Linked DNA regions of Sus scrofa: region 2 is linked to region 1. Evidence: chromatin contacts called from public HiChIP or PLAC-seq data. All regions are on one chromosome and are shown on one strand. The core of a region is the stretch at or near the end of the contact, and the rest is flanking DNA. Distances in the headings are between cores, read along the strand shown.

Evidence for each region. HiChIP or PLAC-seq counts read pairs in DNA pulled down with a chosen protein or histone mark.
Region 2: a contact with region 1 is called in an H3K27ac HiChIP or PLAC-seq map of alveolar macrophages. The contact joins the promoter of SH3BGRL3 here to the promoter of ZNF593 in region 1. A contact is called at or near these places in 2 of 47 Hi-C or Micro-C datasets (heart right ventricle and liver) and 2 of 2 datasets of contacts at active chromatin or transcription factors (alveolar macrophages and skeletal muscle).

Annotation. Positions count from the first base shown.
Region 1 is chr6:83,589,481-83,592,720 of Sscrofa11.1, forward strand. It overlaps ZNF593 (zinc finger protein 593), which reads left to right and starts at 1,360. Exons shown (of 3, transcript XM_021095611.1): 1 at 1,360-1,701; 2 at 1,936-1,998; 3 at 2,082-3,240. The coding sequence starts at 1,502. The coding sequence ends at 2,223.
Region 2 is chr6:83,685,638-83,688,886 of Sscrofa11.1, forward strand. SH3BGRL3 (SH3 domain-binding glutamic acid-rich-like protein 3) reads left to right here and starts at 1,836. Exons shown (of 3, transcript XM_021095627.1): 1 at 1,836-2,157; 2 at 2,721-2,888; 3 at 3,003-3,249. The coding sequence starts at 2,110. The coding sequence ends at 3,068. CEP85 (centrosomal protein of 85 kDa) reads left to right here. Exons shown (of 15, transcript XM_021095615.1): 14 at 1-2,157; 15 at 3,003-3,249. It overlaps UBXN11 (UBX domain-containing protein 11), which reads right to left. Exons shown (of 13, transcript XR_002344945.1): 13 at 3,072-3,249.

The DNA of each region.
Region 1 (3,240 bases), core at 110-2,609:
GACCTCATTAAAGATGCACCAGCCTCCCCAGATGGCACAGTGCCCAGCAGATGAACCTGATCCAAAGGAGTCCGTGATGAGAGCCAGATTCTGCCACCTCACCCCTTGTCTTAGCCCATATTGGCCAGGAATGATGAAAACTTCTCTCTCCACAGAAGCCTCCTTCCTGGGCCTAGGAGTTCTTGAATTTGATCATTTGGAATGGCTCCAGAAAAGTCCTCTTCCATTCATGAAGTCCATTTACAAAGTCCTTGGGCTCAGGACCCACTGTGGTGCCCCGATGACTGCAGCCCTACAAGCTGCGCCCTTAATAGGGCCCTGCCCTATACCTACACTCAGCCTCTGTGAACCGGAATGGGAGGTCCCAAGGCCCATGGTCAGTGCCCTGGGCTTACATTTCACTGCTTTGTCTGGGCTGGAAAATGATTCCTCTCCCCAGGGATGCACGTGCCTCTCTCCCTGTTTCCTGGCTACAGGTTCCAAAGAACTGGAGCCCCTGAATTATTGCTGAGTTCCTCTGGTCAACCTGGAAGGCACCAGGTTCTGATGCGAGGGGAAAGGCTCTCTGGCTCTATTCCCACTCTGAGTACACAACACCTAGGTTGTACCTCTCTCTGCCTTTGATGCCAGGCCAAGCATCAAAAGATGAGAAAGTAGTCAAAGATGAGAGGTCCTTCTGTGAGGACCTCCTTTCCTTGTGAGAGGATCTGACCCCTCTTAAGACTAACAGGATGCCTTCCATGAGAACACGGGTTCAAGCCCTGGCCTCGCTCATTGGGTTAAGGATCCTGCATTGCCGTGAGCTGTGGTGTAAGTCACAGACTCAGCTCAGATCCCGCATGGCTGTGGCTCTGGCATAGGCCGGCAGCTACTGCTCCAATTAGACCCCTCGCCTGGGAACCTCCATATGCCGTGGGTGCGGCCGTAAACACACACACACACAACTCACAGGATAGGAAAAACCGGGGACAGGTGAGAAGTGCCGAGGCTTTCTCAGGAACCTGAGATGTCTCAGCAAGTCCTGCGAGGGCCGCGATCCCAAACGTATTCATTTTCATTCATTTATTAATTCATTAACATCACATTGTTCAGTGCTTCCAGGGAGATGTAGCATGCCCCCCCACCCCCATCCCAACGCGGAGTCTAAGATCTGGGAGCCTGGAAGAGGTGATGGGGCCAGAGGACGGCACTGAGATAGGATGGGCCAGGCGGGGCGGGTAGGGCAGCGGACCACCCTGAAGCCCCCAGGGCACGCACCACCCGCCCCTCCAGCGACCTAAGAGGACGCGCTTCCCGGAGCCCCGCCCCGAGTTCGGTCACTGACGTCGAGGGCCTCCTGAGGGCGCTCAAGGGCGCTGCTCGCGCGAGTGACGTCATCAGAGGCGGTCCGCCGGAGCCTGCTCAGTCCCCGGCGTCACATGGCGTCACTGCACAGTCCGGAAGTGCCCACACGTGTCCTCCCAACTCGGCTCTAGGCCCGTTGGTCCCGCTGTTACCAGCAATGGGTCGCTCTCGCCGAACCGGCGCACACCGAGCGCACTCCCTGGCCCGCCAGATGAAGGCGAAGCGGCGGCGGCCGGACCTCGATGAGATTCACCGCGAGCTGCGGCCCCAGGTTGCCACAAGGACCCGACCAGACCCCGGCGCCGAGCCCGACCCCGACCTGCCAGGGGGCGGCCTGCATCGCTGTCTGGCCTGCGCGTGAGTCCCGGCCGGCTGCGGCCTGAGGAGGAGAAGGGTCGGCCTTTCGGGCTGGGGGTGTTGAGATCCGGGCCCTAGGGAACGCAGGGTTTTCTTTCCTGGGATTCATGGGTCTGCTGGCCTCCCATCCCTTCAAGCCTGGAGCCTAGCATCGGGAAATGAGCTAGGGTCAGGGAGATAGGTGTACCTGAGAGGCATCACCTTCTCACTTCTCCTTACCCCCCATCCCTACAGGAGATACTTCATCGATTCTGCCAACCTGAAGACCCACTTCCGATCCAAAGACCACAAGAAAAGGTATAAGAAGAGAATTAATGGATGGGTGTCGGGCAGGCGGGACTCGAATCTGGTCAGCTCTCAGTTCCTGTTCTTTTTCCCAGGTTGAAGCAGCTGAGTGTGGAGCCCTACAGTCAGGAAGAGGCAGAGAGGGCAGCGGGTATGGGTTCCTATGTACCTCCCCAGCGGCTGGCAGTGCCCACAGAAGTATCCACTGATGTCCCTGAGATGGACACATCTACTTGACAGATCCTGAGAATTCAAGGCAGAAGAGTTGCCCATGGACAGTGATGCAAGGGCCAGTCTGGGAGAGACTGTACCAGTCTGTTTTGGCCCGGGGTTTGGGGAGTGGATGGCCTCTTCCCAGTGCCCTCCCTCCCAATAAAATAACTGGATAAAGGGGGCTTGCCCCTGACTCTAACCCCCAGGCCACTACTCCAAACTCATGTCCTGTAAGTTTCTCTACTACTCCTGTGCATGGGACCCAGGCTGCTTGGGCTTTATCCACCTTTGGTACCTGTATCCTTACCTTCCCTCTGGGATCCTGGCATCTGAGCCGAAACCCCCCATTGGAGCCTAGGTGTGTGGGCTGGGTAAGATCAGGTTTATAACAACCCTGCTTCTAATGAGGGCAGGGAGTGATCCCCAGAAAAGAAGTAGGCTCCCAAGATTATAGCTGTCGCTGAGTTACATACCCCCCCAGGGCCCAGGTGGAGGCTGCCCGCTTCATCATGGGGCCTGTGGCGGCCGTCGCTGCCCCACCATCTTCCAGACTGCATAGCAAGAGCCGCCCAGCCCGAGGACAGCCAGCAGTGCAGCCACAATCCCAGCCAGTGGACTCCGGGGCTCTGCCTTCAGCTCCCCGGCTATCTGCATCTGGAAATGCACAGAGGGTCCGCCTGAGGGGTCATTTGAGACCTCTGGGAAGGTGGGGGGTGGAAAGGGGCTGAGTTAGGGGAAGGAGATATGGATGCCACTGCTGCCCCAGGGAGATTCCACCCCAATCCCTCTCGCTTCATTGCCCATCTAGGCCCCGGCTGCTCAGGCGGCAGGGAACGTGACAGCCTGGCTGCCGGGTGTCAACCCAGCCATGGTAGGGGGAGTAAGGGGTCGATGGCAGAAGCCATTGGTTAAGGGTACGTACCTGTAGCACTCGAAAGTAGCCAGGGGTCAGGCGTGGAAATCGCATGGTGGGTGCTGCTAGTGTCGCTGGTGTCCTGTGGGGCGGAAGCGGGAATGAAGACCAGTGGCGTTTGTGGTACC
Region 2 (3,249 bases), core at 586-3,085, 97 kb after region 1:
GTTCTCAGGCCGGCCAGGTAGCCCCCTTCTTTGGGCTTTAAGTGCAAACTCTACTCTATGGTTCTGGGTTTGGGCAGGATTTTCTCCCAGGATACCACAGGGCAACTGTCAAGCTGCTTACCCCCTCCCCCTAGGGCTGGGTGCGGTGCCCAGCCTTCTGATTTGTGCCTCTGTTGTGTTTGGGGATGGGGGTCCTTTCCTGTTCTGGGCTCCTTGAGAGTTCAGAGTACCCAGTACAGGTCAGCTTTAAGGTACAGCTTTCAGTGTTTTTTGTTGTTCGTTTTTCTGGGGTCTTTGGACCCTCTGCTTTCTGATTTCTCTTGCCTCCTCATTGAGGGAGCATCTTGCAGTTGTTTGTATCTGGTTGTTGGGCCAGCCCCAGGCCTCCTTTAGATCTGGAACCAGGCCAAGCCAGAGCCATAGGTGGGTGGGGTGGCACTGAGTTGTTCAGGAGTTCAGATCTAGCCAGTGGATTCTTGCTGGGCTTTGGGCTGGCGGGGCAGCGTCCTGGACCTCACTCCTGGGCCTGAATGAGACCCTTCTTAAATGTTTTTACAAGTTTGTGTTTTATTTATGGAGTGACTTATCCCTTCCATTTAGAGCAGCCCCACCCAGCCGTCTCTGGACTTCTGCCTCCTAAAAGCAGAGCTGCCTGATTGGCCTCCACCCTGTATTGGGAGCCCAGCCACCATGCTCACGGGTATTTTTCCTCAGAATTTATAAGCAGTTATTTATATGAACCCTTGTTATGTCAACTGGTTTGTATTGCCTATTTTGATTACAAAATAAAAATTTAACAAAGTCCTCAGTTTTCCATCGCCTTCTATTACCATCATCTCGTACTCCACCCCTTACTTTGGCTTGTTGGAGCCAAAGCATGGGGTTTTAGCCAAGTTCTCCAAACAGCAGCAAGGAGGCAACTTTGGCAGATCAAGCCTCTCGTGTCTGTATCTCTACTGCTTCTGCTCCTCTTTCATTCTGTGGGGACAGATGAGATCTTTCCCCATGGCACTTCTGATTGGGTGAAGCTGCCCTGAGTTGAAGCAAGTTTGTCATTGAGTTTCAGTAATCCTCTGAGGAGGAAGTCTGCTGCCTGTGGGTCGCTCTGAGGAAGTGGCACTGTGTTTGCCTCAAGGAGCTAGGGTTGTCTTCCTGGGTTATTCTCAGAGCCCTGGACCTGGGAGGACTTCAGAGTGGAGTCATGTCCAACCCCAGACAGATGGCTGAGTCACCCCAGTGGGGCTGGTTGCTCCTTCTGAACTCCCTGCATTTTGCTGGGAGTTGGAGTTTTGAAGTACCACCTACAGCAAGGAGTTGGGGTGAAGCTGGGGCCACCCCAAGACCAACTGTGGGTCTTTAACAAGGTCCCAGACTTAGGAGTCCTGACACCAACCTCTGCCTCCACCCAGTCCAGAAGTAGAAGCCTCTTTCTTACCTTGATCTCCGTCTGGCTCCTTGAGGGTGTGGCCCCATCTGCTGCTACACCCGTCTAAACCTGCCTATCTGAGCAGAGAGGAACTTTGGGGAAAATGTCTAAGCAAGGGCTGTCCCTGCTGTGGTGTGCCTGCTGGGTTAGCTCTGTGTGGGTGGCCCCTGGGGGAATGGGGCGGTGGTCCCTTGGGGTGAGGCCTCTAGCTGGAGAGTTTTAGGTTTGAAAACAGCTGAGACTTCAAAGCCCGGACCTGAGCAGCGCTGTCGTGGCACGGGGTGGCTACTTGGGTGCAGCAAATGCGGGCGAGGCGGAGGAGGAGGCCTTTGCCAAACCCTTGCCCCTGCCCCACCCTACTGTCAGGTTGATCCGCAGCCTCACACTGTGAGCCCTAGAACCGGGAGGAGTGGAGGGGACGGCCCTGCGTGGGGCTGGGGTCCTCCGCGCTCTGGGACCCCGAAGGGGAGGGGAAGGGGCCCGCTGGTGCGCGGGGCGGGGTCGCGCAGGCCCCGCCCCAGCCGCGCGCTTGTCTGCGCCGCCCATTGGTCCTGAGAGCGGTGACTCGCGGGCTGAGCAGGAAGGAAACCGCTCCCGAGCGCGGCGGCCTCGTCTCCAGGCCGTGCAGCTGCTGCTACCGCTACCCGTCTGCCTGTCTCTCGGCCTGTCGGTCCACCCGCAGCATGAGCGGCCTGCGCGTCTACAGCACGTCGGTCACCGGCTCCCGCGAAGTAAGTGCGCGCCGTGGGCCCGGCGCTGGGGGAGAGCGCGGGCGGCGGTCCTGGTGCTCGGGACCAGCGCCTGGGACCCGCCCCCAGGGCGGGGGAGGCGAGGTGCTGGGCAAGGCCTCCTAAGTCGGGTTGCGGGGGCAGGCTTCGCGGCCCCTTCCTGAACACTGAACACCTCCTTCCGGCCTCCTGGGTCCTCTGCACCCCCACTACCAGGCTGATCCTTGACCATGTCCTCATCTTGCCCTCCCTCTCCACTATGTGTGTACCTGGGGCCGGGGTGGCCCCTTACCAGCCTCCACTCAGGCATGCCTTGCTTTCTTCTTGCTGAGCTCCTGGCTTCCCCACCCTGAATTTATCCCACTTAGCTTCATTCTGACTCTCCTCCCCACGGTTGGTGGTCCCTCTCTCATCCCACACCACCACAAGCCTGACTCATCCTCCCAACTCCTAATGGCCAGAGCCCTCCCCTAGGGTATGGAGGGGGACAAGAAAACAAAAGCTCCTGGCCACTGTCCCAAAACCTCCAGATTGTTCACTAACCTTTGCCCGCCCTCTGCCCCCAGATCAAGTCCCAGCAGAGCGAGGTGACCCGCATCCTGGATGGGAAGCGCATCCAGTACCAACTAGTGGACATCTCCCAGGACAACGCCCTGCGGGATGAGATGCGAGCCTTGGCGGGCAACCCCAAGGCCACCCCACCCCAGATTGTCAACGGGGACCAGTACTGTGGGGTACGGGCCCAGGGGTTGGGGGTGAAGGGAATGTTGTAAGAGGACTGCCAGCCAGAGTCAGACCTGAGACAAAATACTAGGACACAGGTGACCTCCTCTCCTCCCCTCCCCCAGGACTATGAGCTCTTCGTGGAGGCTGTGGAACAAAACACACTGCAGGAGTTCCTGAAACTGTCCTGAACCAAGCCAGCGCCCGGACTCCGTCACCACATTCCCCTTAGCAATCACCCAGCCACGAAGGACCTTGTGACCAACCGCCTGGTATTCTTAACCTTCTGACCTTGGAGCCCCTCCCCCTAACCCATGACCTTTCTCCCCTCTCCTAACTGTAGCCCCCTCCTCCATTCGAAGGCAACATTCC